Regions from separate parts of the Zea mays genome. Here region 1 is linked to region 2. Evidence: chromatin contacts called from public Hi-C data. All regions are on one chromosome and are shown on one strand. Each heading gives the region's core, a stretch centred on a gene start, on an enhancer-like site or on the middle of the called end of the contact. The rest is flanking DNA. Distances are from core to core; before and after follow the strand shown. Region 1 has its middle 3.7 kb from the start of LOC103633229. Region 2 holds the start of LOC100281401 (transparent testa 12 protein).

Region 1 (6,651 bases), core at 1,905-4,404, 38 kb before region 2:
CTAGTGTGACCTTTGAGGATTGTTAAGCCCTTCCATTCCAGGAACCTCCATTCCATACGATCAACAGCAAGCCCAGATTCAAAAGGAATCAGAACGTTAGGCCGGGACACACGGATAAGCCTAGAGAACCTGGTGCAGTTCCAGCTCTCTGGTTTGGATTCACTTAGCTAGTTGTTATATAGGTATCAATGTATGATAGGTAAGTATATTAGCTAGCTTATTATCCAAAAGATTCACTTAGCTTAGCTTATTATCCTGTTGTTAATCAACGCATGCATGCCAAGGCTGTCGTTCGATGCAAGTCAACTGCAATGCCCCTCGCGCCACTTGGCGCCCCTGACGCATCGCCTAAAGGTTGCCTTGCGAGAAAGGTCAGCTTCTGACCTTCGTCATCTCATCACCTAACGCATTACATGTCGCCTCTGCCGGCACTCGTGACCCGTGAGGTCACTGAAGCAACCAGACGAGGCATGCATCATTATTCTCCTTACTAAATTCAAGCAAGGTCAAGATGCTACATTATTCTGTTCATGAGAAGAGAAGGTCGAATAACACCTTATTAAAAGTTAAGGTACTGCTAGGAGAATGAAACCTACAGTTTCTTGTATGTACTTTTGTCAGGCTCGCTCTTGCTATGGATAGATGCACGGTTGCCATTGTTCACCTGAGTCCTGATCCTGAACCTGCTTGCATTGCCGTCCCAGGCCTGGGAATTTGTTGCCATCCCATTTCAGCTTCCCAAAAGCGAGCTGGAACAGGCAGCCTTGCCCTTGCAGAAGAGAAGAGTTTCCAGCAGAGCGAACAACGGCCACGAGGCTCCGATCCAGCTTAACACCCATAGTGGTGAACGTCTTGGGCGGTCAGGCGGAGAAAACTTTCTCCTTGGATGCTACCGCTGGCCATTTGTCGTCGTCCAACGCGAGGGGGCTCATCAGAGTTGAAGTAGCCTTTTGCTTTCTGTTCGTCATGACCTTGCGTTGAATTTGTCATCCGAACTAGCTACTCATGGCTGTAGCAATTGTAAATTCGTACCTCTATGCGAGGAAATTGTCAATGCAGATACCATTTTTCTATCTTCTTTGGTCCATACTATTATATGTCGTCGTGTTGTAGGGCAAAGGGCCTCGTGATTGGTCACTTCATTTTCACAGATCCAAAGATGGCCTGGCATGTATGTACGATAATTAGTTTCATCAGTAAAAAAAAAGATAAGTTTGGATTCTATAGTACTCAAAGCAAATTTAGGAATATAAAGTTGCGCTGGAAATGGAGATTTGTGGATCATCTGTCAGTGAGATGATGCGGCTACTACCGATGGCCAGCAACCTCGATCTATATAGCCCACCGACCAAGATCGCACGAAACAAACTACGAGTACTACTGTTCATCCCCTTTCAGCAGCTAGCGCGTCATTTCTGGCCAGCCGTGCGAGTCATCAGAGAACCAAACACGACAGGAGTGCACGACACCCTACCTCACCTGTCTGTCTGCTGTCCCGGCGCATGAACATGCAATGTATAATATGGGGTACGTACACAGTGCGTTATATATACTTATACGCATCGAAAATGCTTGTACACCAGACCACTACCACACCGCATAGTGGTCGCATTGCTCGAACCGGCCCAACACGACGTCGGTTTCCATGCCTCGTTGCCGTCAGGGAGAAGTCGAAGCCATCAAGAGGGAGGAGGCCCTGCCGCTGCCGGCCTCACTGACGACGATCCCCGTCCTCCTCCTCCTCCACGCGCGATGAGCCTCCTGAGGTTCCTGAGGTGCCTCTGCACGGCGCGGCGGGCGCGCGCCCTCACGCCACGGATGGCGAGCCTGAGCTTCTTCAGCCGGACGCCGACCCTTGCCTGCTTCACCCTCACCAGCGCCGGTGGCCTAGCTACTCCTAGACCTTACCGTACCGCCCTCGACGACGACGACGGCGTCGGATCGTTGAGCACCTTGTGGATCAGGAACTGCGCCCGGACGTGCCGCGCCTCCTCTGCGTCCTTCTTGTCCAGCCTGTCGTAGGCAGGTGGCGGCGTTGCTGCACTCGCCGGCAGCATCTTGGTTCGCGACGGCGTGGCAAGACGACGAGGGACCACGAACTTCTTGCACCTACATGTGCTGAGTTATATAGTCGTTGTTCATTTCTTGCAGCTCTAATCCAAGCAAGTTCTGTGTCCCTCGGAAGATTGCGCGTTTCTTCAAGTTATACCGTACTGTACGGAGACAAAACGATGCATGGCACGGTCCGATCTTTTCTGGGCCATACTTTTGCCACAGTTCCGGTCCATGCATGTCCACGGGTTCAGATTTCCAACTTGTACGAATGAAGAACAGACGATGGTGACCTCTCATCTCACTGTGATTTGAAAGGACCCTGTACATCTTTGCCATCGTTTTTGCCTTTTTGTTTGCTTCCAACTCATTTCATGTGAAAACTACATTTCTTTTTTACTTGTGCCGGCCCATTGACTAAAACTAAGGCCCGTGCCTGACCTGATTTTTTGCTCTTTTCTTATCAGGGTACAAGGACGCCAAACTTTATTGCGTATAAATTTTTCAAATGAAATATGGAGAGAAGAAAATCTTTATTGCGTATAAATTGTTTCAGGCACCAGCTGCCATGGAGCAAGCTTATACAAAACCCTCACAAAGCCTTTTTCCATGCAGAGGTAGTGCCTCTGAATTCCAAGTACAGTGTTGCCTGTTAGTTGTTCAGATGAAAAAAAAGAGAAAATGTTGCCTTTCAGTTCAGTGCTGTTCTGGTGAATAAAAACGTTGCGAAGGGGTATCTTTACACTTTACAGCTCTGTTTTCATCCGGCCTGTGATGGAAATTGTGCTGCAAAGTGCGCAGGGCCGTTGGCCCGACGACAAGTATTTTCGTCGAGAGAAGCAACGAAAGCCCACTCCTCCAAGCCACCCTTCGCTCAAGTCATATTTAGCACCACCTCGGCAGTCGACACTGCAGCACACCAACTTAAATATTCATCCCGATCTCCCTCACTCGCCGAGCTCAGTTACGAGAGCTTGTAACCCTAGTGGGGGCATTAAAGGTGGTGCGGATGCTTTCTGACGGCTTCTGGGCCTGGGCCCATATGTGCCACTAGGCTGGACTGTCCATCCCAAGTTGGGAGTGTCTGGCGGGGCTCAGGGCAAGCCTTGGACCTCTCTAGGCCTGAAGCGGTAGGCACGGCGTGAGGCTGGTTTAACAGAGCAGCGATCACTGCCCGCTTCCAACGGTGGGAGGATAACAGGCCGGCTGCACTGAGAGCCCAACTCGGGCCCAGATCCACATTAAAGCAGACCACCATCTTTTTTTTTACCTTTGTAAACCTTTGGAGGTCACATGTTCTCCGCCGCTGCACCCAACGTGTTCCGACTTCAGCAGACAACGCCATCTTTTTTTTCTGCCCATGGGATCCAACGTGTTGGGCCCAGCCCAGTATATAGGAGTGCATGCAGTGGCGGGCGATGATGTAAAAAGATGGCTACTTAAAATTACTAAGGAGTAAAAAAAATTGGTATGTATAATAAATACCTTACAAAGTCTGGCCATTTGGTATTTGTAATACCACAATATATTACATACACATGATACATATCAAACAAAACGAAGTCTTAGATGAGCATAAGATTGATAAAAATTTCCGGTAAAAAAGGATTGATAAAAACCGAAATTATCCAATAAAAGTGATAAGAGCCAACATTTGAAATATCTAAAGGATAATGTTGTATTTAGAATTCTATCCATTAATAATTTGTATTTCAGTAACTTTTCATTGCTACAATTTATATATTGTTCCCGGCCCGATTTATAATTCATTTATTTTTTTACTAAGTTTGACCGACTCGTCTTATTTATTTTTCTACAAAAAATCAAAATATATCATATGCTAATCGATATAATAGTAAAAAATTTATAATAACTATGAAATTTTGAATAAGACGAGCCAACCAAGCTTTAATAAAAAAATCAAATGAATCATAAATTGGAACAATGAAGGTAGTATGATGTTTTGGGGAGCAAGAAGTTATTTCATTTCCCCGGTTTGAATTCCGGGAATTAATAACTTGGACTTGTTGCATGGTCTGGAGACTTTAGTTTTTTTTTTGGTAGAAGTTGGATTTATGGAGCAAGAGGTTTCTTATGAGAACCGTAGGATTTGTTGGAAGCTTAAAATACAATAATTTCACCCTACTAGGCATGTAACATGTTTATGATTAAAAAAACGAATAAACTCCACCCACCATGGTTGAAATCCTGGTGATAGCCGTATCTAGTTGTCCTAGTCGGTGTTGAGACCAAAAAGTGCGTCAGTGCGTGCAACCAGCCAACCACTTCAAACTACACTATAGTATAGTACGATAAAATATTAATCGACATGCGTGATAGGACTACACGCATGCTCTCCAAAACCCAAACGATTCCGTTCCATGCCCCTCCGACGCCACTTCTCGTCGTTACAAAAAAAAGGGCCCATCAGCGCCACAGACTGACAGTGATCTAGATCCTCAATCAACCTTCTAGGAAAGGCTGCTGCTTGTCGTCCCACTTGTCCAGCCTTGCCCTGGCGTTCTCCACCTGCAGTTGGAGTCACAAGTCCAACAGGATACAACAATCATATATCATTTCAGGTCTCGCTGCTATGACCAACATGTGCATGGATGGCAATATGGCAGGGCATCGTGCTGACAGTTCGTCCATCACCTCCTTGTTCCAGTCGGTTCTGAAGGGGTGTGATTGGTTCCCTTCCATGCTGAGCCTGGCTCGCCCAATCAGCCAGGTTATAGATGACCCGGTTTAATGTATGCAACAGTCCAATGTTTGGTTAATTGATGGCCTATTTTAATTGTTTTAATGTATGAATCAGTCCAATGTTTGGTTAATTAGTTCAATTAGTCCTGGCTATAACGAGACAATGTTCGGTTGCATGTATCAAAAGGGTATTAGAGTAGAGTAAAGTTCACAAATATTTTTTCAAATTTTATACAACATGTGTGGTATAGTGTAGCGCTCGGCAAACCGAGTGCCCGATAAATTGCACTCGACAAAGAGTTAGATTCTGATAGTGCTTCCAAAGTCGGACCTGTGCGCCATGTCCATTCCACCAGAGCGCTCACGCAAACCGCATAATGATGAATCTAATAAAAATGCTATTAGGGTTATTAAGGTCAGCTTCATTATACTCATCCTAAAATATATTTCTTTATAGCCCTCCTTTTTTCCAAATTCGAATGAATGATAATGAATGTAGAGATACGTACAAACTACATTCATATGTCTAACCTAAAACAAATTGTATTTTGGGATGGAGAGAGTATGATATGATATTTTTTAACTTTTAACAATGTTTTTGCTAAAGGAATTACACATTTTATCGTGGTCGACTGACCCTAATGGGCCTGTGAAGCCATAGCACCACAACCATTCCCTACCCCATCGATAAAGAAATTGTGAGGTCGTTGTTAGGCACGACAACGCCACGACAGGGCCAAACGATTGCCCGATGTTGACAAACGCCAAATACAACAATTGGTCAATGCTCATGAAGATCAAGCTAGAGACAAGGTGTCTCTGGAATGCCATCAATCCCGGTGCGTCGAGCTCCACGTCAATCAAATGACTTCGGATGCAGTCTACAACGTTGTACCGCAGTTGATGGTAGCCTCTATCGCCACCAAGCCATCAGCAAGAGCAGTGTGGGAAGGCATCCACACGCGATAATCATGTCAGGAATACGAGCACGTAGCGCGTGTGGCGCCAGAACAAGGAACTTGCGTTGAAGGATGGCGAGGGGGTCAAAAATTTCGCTCTTCGACTTACCAGCATCGTCAGTCAATTTTCCATCCTTGTCGACGTGAAGGGTCCCATTATGGCAATTGAGAAGTACCTACGCATCTGTCGGCGTTTCGAGACAGGGGGGTCCCTAAGCCGACGAGTGAGTGTGCTGCGTGCCCCAGCCCAGATGGGTCGAGCGCGTGGGCGAGCGCGAAGGGGGGAGAGGCGAGGTGGCCGGAGTCGAGCGTGAGAGAGGTGTAAGTCCCGCGGCCTTCGTGTTCGTCCCGCGCCCAGGTCAGGTGCGCTTGCAGTAGGGGGGTTACAAGCGTCCACGCGGGTGAGGGAAGCGAGCGACCCCAAGAGAGCGCCTGTCCCGTCCTCGGTCCCGCGCGGCCAACCTTCTCTGAGAAGGCCCTGGTCCTTCCTTTTATAGTCGTAAGGAGAGGATCCAGGTGTACAATGGGGATGTAGCAGAGTGCTACGTGTCTAGCGGAGGGAGAGCTAGCGCCCTAGGTACATGCCAATGTGGCAGCCGGAGAGATCTGGGCACCCTGCTGGCGTGATGTCGTGGCTGTCGGAGGTGCGGCGGAGCCTGATGGAGGGACAGCTGTTGGAGCGGTCGAGTCCCTGCTGATGTTGTCCTGCTTCCGTAAGAGAGCCGGGGGCCGCCGTCGTCACAGAGCTTGCGGAGCGCCATCATTGCCCCTCCGGCGGAGCTGGCCGGATGAGACGCCGGTCTTGTTCTCCGTGACCCGAGTCGATTCGGGGTAGGATGATGATGGCGCCTCCTGTTGACGTGGCGGTCTATGCCCTAGGTAGGGCGACGTGGGGGTTCCTCCGAAGCCGAGGTTGAGTTTGCCTTTTGTTGCCGTG
Region 2 (6,082 bases), core at 1,216-3,715:
TCAGGCTCACAGCATTATCGCTGTATGAATAGTATCTGAAGTTCTGGACTTCTGGACAAGTGTCCTATGCGTGCCCCTGCAGGCTGCAGGGCAGTACAAAAAAAAGATAGGCCACGAGGAGTATAGTAGGAGCAGGCAAGCAAGTCGCATCCATGCCGCCAAAACGACCGACCTACCTATCTCTTGTCCATTCATTCATAAGAGAAAGTTTAATAATATAAGTATATAACCCATGTCAGGGATTTATGATATTGTTATGTCAAATAGAGTCAACTAAAAGTCTATTTGCATAATAATTCTCTTATAAGACAATATGTACATTTAATATTGGTCTACCTCTCTTTCACACACACACAGATTGAGAGTCCATATGCAGATCGCTGGCTGGCTACCTGGCTTACAGTGAGCAGCCCGTGTTTTCTCTCTCCACTTCGATCTATTTCTTTCACATTACCATAAATTCGAATGTGACATCTATTGCAGCCCATCTACGTCAGCTTATTGTACTTTCTCTAATAGACCATCTCAGGCTCCCAGCAATTAATTGATCTATAATTAGTTAGCTCTTTTTTTAATATTAATATACTATAGTTTATCTTTCTCATAAAGTTTTTATTAGTGGCTATAAACTTATAGCCCTCTTTTTTTTTGCACCTCAGCTCTCAGCATACAATCCATCTGCATTAGTGTGGTATACAGTGCAAAACCATGTTTTAAGTGACCACGTGGGTGAACTTCCGGACCCTGTCTTAATATCTTGACTGATGGAGTTGAATGTGTGTCGGGCGAACATTTGTTTAGGGTAAACGGCACGTGGTTGCTGAGGCTCAGCCTTTACTGTATTTGAACGAACAAGTGTACTCTCTGCGTACCAAATTATTTAAGTGCACATCTCGCACACCACAAGACGCCAACCAGTTTTAAGTATGATCAAATATCGATGCTTATACAGTAGCATCAAATAAAATTAATAGACTAATCACGATATATGTTTTCATACTAATATATTTAGTGCTAGTTTGGGAATCACAATTTTTTAAGATATTTATATTTTTCTAAAGAAATTTAGTTCATTTTTTAGATAAATAGAAATCTCTTATAAAAATAAAGTTCCCAAGCTAACCATTATAGAAATGTTTATCTTAGACCGAAGAAACAGTATTTCTATGCGGCTATACCTGCAGGCTGCAGCTGCATGTACAAGTGTGCATCCATGTCGGCCAGCCTGCCAACCTTACTATACTAGGGTCTAGGAGCACTAGACTTATTCTTAAAACAAGCCTCTACCTTACATTTTTCAAAATAATCCTCTATCATATTTTTAAAAAAAAATCAAAGGAACTCAACTTTAGCTAACTGAACAACTTTGTGTAAAAAATATATGATATGATTAAGCTAACAATATTATTTTACATTGTAAAGTATCAATACCTTTTAATCTATATTTAGTATAAAGTTTAGATTTTTTAGGTCCTCGAGATACGAAATGAATGCTTTTTTTTTTGGCTCGGAGGGAGTATTTTAATTTGTAACGCTCGCTCGCCTCGGTGGAAGCAGCGCCGCACAGCCGCACACGGCACAGGTGACAATCATGCATGTCGATCTGCGCCTCAAAATGACCAAAGTACCCTCAGGTACATTGAACCTTAAACTATACTGTAATCTTTTCTTGATGAATGGGTATTATTAAATTAGCGTAGTACGTAGTACGATCTTTTTATGATGAGCCTAGTAACACTAATCATGTGCTGGCAATGTATAAGAACAAATCATTTAACCGCTTCCTATCATGCACATTTATCACACCGTATCATGTTTGAGATGAAAACAGCAGAACTTATGAATAATCACGAACACAAAGAAAAAAAATCATTTGCTCTGAACTAGCAAGTAGGCGAATGGACCATGTGAGCTAAATGAAACAGAGGACACGCACCATGAGGCCGTAGGCCAAGGGCTGGATGCCGGTGTTGCCGAGCGAGGAGGCGGCGAGCTCGAGGTTGCCGAGCTGGCCGCAGAAGATCTGCGTGGACATGGACATGACGAAGTTGATCATGTAGACGGCCACCGCCGGCAGCGCCACCCGCAGCAGCAGCGGCAGCTCCAGGCGGGCGCCTTCCCAGGCCCGCCAAGCCCACGGCTTGGACGCGTCGGCCAGGATCGCCTCCAGCTCCCGGCTGCCCTCACCGTGCTGAGCCGGCGCCGGCCCCGGCCCCTCCTTGCTCGAGGCGGCGGACGGCTGCAGCAGCGGCGCCGTCGTCGTTGAGTCCATGGCGCGCGAGCGGTCGTCGACCAGGGCACTCACGCACGAGCTCACGTCGATGTGCCGATGTGGTCTTGGTGGTATGTGATGACTGATGATGAGACGGTGGCGCTCGGCGCGGGTGGACTATTTATCTCGTCCTGCGAGGCTGCGACTGCAAGCCCAGCAAGCGAGCGAGCGAGCCGAGACCGCGGTTTGGTAGGTGGAGGCGCATGCAGTGAATGGTTTCATGGGTTGGGGTTGTGCCCGTCTGCCCGACCCGGCCTGCACTGGAAGACCGCGATGAGTGGCTTCATGGTCCGGTGCTGTCACTGTCTCAGCACGTGGGCGGTGGACCTGCTGGTCGCTGCACTCGGCCAGCATGCATGGTGACGCGGCCAGAGAGGTTTGGATCTAGTCCTAAAAATTTAGTCGGATCATTTGGACGTTTGGATACCAAAAAGAAACTAATGATACAAGGCTACAAGCTATGATAATTGGCGAGATGGACACAATAGTTTTAATTAACTAATATTTACCTATATGACGCGATAGTAAATCTGTTAATGATAGTAACTCTGTTCTTAAATATATGACGACATTGACTTTTTTAAAACTTTGACTACTCGTCTTATTTAACAAAAATTGTGAAATATTATCTATTTTGTTATAATTTGTTTTATCAATTAAGATAGTTTGAGCGTGACTTGAAATTTTAGATTTTCGAATAATACGATTGGTTAAAGTTTTTTAAAAAGTCAATGACGTCATATATTTAAAACGGATGGGTATATTAGTTTGGAATTTATAGACCAAGCCTCATTTATGTCACAACAAATTCAGAATAATCTCAAAGGCACACTCTTCATAGTGGTATGGTGGAAAAAATTAGCAGATAGTAGAGATAGAGGAGAACCAACTTAAATAACTTGCTTCTTACCACCTTTTGTAAATACCGTTTGGAATGGTGGATAATTTAGCAGATAGTCGCACGGACGTGCGCACGTAGTTTATGCATTTTTGCATGAATATCCACATGACTTGTCGTGTGTTGACTAGTGATTTTCCTGTCTATATTTATTTTGCCAGCTTTCAGTTAACTTTTTGACCGTATCTTGCGCCTTAAATTCAGAACCGAATCAATTAGATCATGATTCATGAAGATCGTTGCCGGGTCAATTTACTTCCTTCCAGCGGCAGGTTATCTTAAGCTCACTTACCTGTAAATAATTAGGGGCACATCCAGGGGCGAAACCAGCTCGAAATGTACCCTGGTGCCCAACTTAAGGAAATAAATAATTCAATAAATTTATTTGGTGAATTTGAATCCAACTAGTAGCATCTCTCGTTTTTACCTTGTTGCCCGTGCAACAGGGAACATGAACGTGGTGTCGCCCCTAGGTACATCCTCCTCCAAAACATAAGAGAGAAAAAAATAATCTACTAAGTTTTGGCGATAGAGCTATCGGTTCCTCAGTGCTAAGTGCCATCATGCTCCTTCCATCCTTGACACCGGCATGATTACGGTGTACAGAGAAAGCAGTGTCTCTGAAAGCTCTACTAAAGAACTTGCACGGGTTAGGATAAATCAGGTTTTTGAAAGTTATCACGTGACTACTCATCGAGTTGATATGCACTGCAACGTTCTGCGGTTTTCATCAAGCCTTCGACTTGATCTTATCACTATCTATGCTGAAGTGATCTTCACGGTAAGAAACGATAAGTTTTCCTCTAGTGTTTGATGTGGATTTAATCTGCTATATAGACACGATGCTTTTCACCATATATCGTCTATCTCTGATTCATTTACTAGTTATTTTAGGAATTAACTTAATCATTAAAGTGCATAATTCTCAAATAATTAATTAGGTTTGATGATTGTATATATGAAATAGTTATGGATTATGCAAATTATTTATAACTAACTCATCTTTAGTCCTACAAATTAGCATCAAACGATGTGATTCGGACTAAGCTTTAGTCTGAAGATCCAAATACCAATAAAACCTCCACATTAATCCCTCCACCTCAAATTATGAGATACTCTACCCCTTTTTCAAAATCAAAACATCTTAAATTTGATCAAAATTATACAATAAAAATAACACTTATGACTAACTATCTTTATATTCTTCAATAGTTATATTTTATAGTATATTTATTTGATATCATATTTTTATTGCTTTGATCAAACTTTAAATGCTTTACTTTTAAAAATTGAATAACTCATTATTTAAAATTGTGAGAGTACCGACTTACACGTCTGTTTGATGGAAAGCGGGGCAAAGACATCCATATAGCCTACTTTTTCCACTATTTCCTTAATCCATGGTCGAGCACTTCGTGAGTGGAGTCCAGATCCTACGGTATTCCATTTTTAAAATGGGTTATAGGTTTTGAATCAAGCAACTACCAGGGAGGCTCTGACCAAGGTTGAGATTATCCGTTCAAAAAGCACGAATTCTGTAGGAACTAGGAACCATACAAGGAGGTAGTTTAATATCACATAGAACATAGGAGGAATTTTTTCCGGCAATATAATTTAGCATAGATCTTTTTGTTTTAGATGTTAAGTAGGTCCAAAATGTCTTAAGATGCATTGCTCCCAGATCCGGTGCGGGTGCGAGGGCGGGATGGACGTTGACGTCAGATTTTAATAAAGTAGTATAGATAACTCGAGTGACCTTGTGTTTCGGTTCCGAACTTTCCAAATACCAATAGTACGGACATGAATTTGGGAGGTGTAAATACATTAAAGCTAATAGTTATGTTGGTGCCTTTTTGGTCACCAAACACTATAATGAACCGCTTAGCGGTGCTTGGCACCTTGGGTTCGGCTCCGCAAAGTGAACAGTAGTGGCGGCCTGCGACAGGTCGCCAGATCGCCTGGTAGTGCCCTCTGCGACGGCGCGGACGGTCCGCGGCCTTGGGCCGGACGATCCGCGACCTGGGCGCAGGAGCAGTGTCTTCCCTGCGTCACACCGGACGGTCCGCAGCTCTGGGCCGGACGGTCCGCGACCTGGCGACAGGGTCGTCTTCCTCCTCCTTGCTGGAATCTAGATCTCGTCCCCTGGGGGGAAAAGATCTTAAGGTGCTCCGGGTCGACAGGTCACCCGGGGCGTCCCCAGACGACGTGGAGTCGCCTAGCAATTAAGAGATCAAATCGAGGAAGAGGTCTTGAATGGACAACTAGATCTTGCCCCCCGGGAGGGGTGAGATCCTAGGGTTGTCTTGGGATCGGCAGACCACCCAAGACGGATCTAGACGACGTAGAGTCGACTAGGGGTGGAGGTGGATATGCGGAAGGCTACAACTAGAACTATGCTACATCTACTCCTAGGGCAGGAAAAGTAAGTAAGGTAATTGGTTCGATTGGAATGTGTTCGGGGGTTCTCAATCGGCCGTACCCCTTTATATTTATAGGGGAGGAGGTCTGGACCTTTTCCTAAGAGATAGCCAACAAACTCCCACGTGATTAGATGGATAACCACGCACGAGATAAGGATAAACATCCGAGTTAATCTAATCTCGGGACACGCGGACCGTCCGGGCCCATGGGCCGGACCGTCCGCTCATTTTGGTGTCCAACATATGCCCCCCTGCCTTTTGGTGGAGCATGGCGAACCAAAAGCATTAGCGAAAACTTCGGAAACAATTGACCTCATGAGGTTTTTTTTCCGAAGTAAGGACTCAGCTCGATGCAAGTCATCGGCTCTTGCGATCAGATAATATAAATACTTGATGGGACTTTAATGCATAGAGGCCGTTTCGGATCGCATCCTCTTCAGCCATGTCTATCTGATCAACCTGTCAATAGGCAAAAACTTGTGGTGCCCCCCA

The links. A called contact is a pair of places that touch in the nucleus more often than the background predicts.
Region 1: a contact with region 2 is called in a Hi-C map of ear, with 2.9 times the contacts expected there. The contact joins the enhancer-like site here to the promoter of LOC100281401 in region 2. A contact is called at or near these places in 11 of 25 Hi-C or Micro-C datasets (ear, leaf, seedling and 1 more).

Annotation. Positions count from the first base shown.
Region 1 is chr7:162,255,299-162,261,949 of Zm-B73-REFERENCE-NAM-5.0, reverse strand. No RefSeq gene overlaps it. Among protein-coding and RNA genes, the nearest start is that of LOC103633229, 3.7 kb to the left of the region's middle. Within about 2 kb of position 3,154, at least 19 of the 20 cell types and tissues checked have an H3K27ac peak or open chromatin away from gene starts, as enhancers often do. A contact at or near this core is called in ear, leaf, seedling and 1 more, where this site is marked.
Region 2 is chr7:162,217,602-162,223,683 of Zm-B73-REFERENCE-NAM-5.0, reverse strand. LOC100281401 (transparent testa 12 protein) reads right to left here and starts at 2,465. Exons shown (of 6, transcript NM_001154319.1): 1 at 1,937-2,465. The coding sequence starts at 2,272.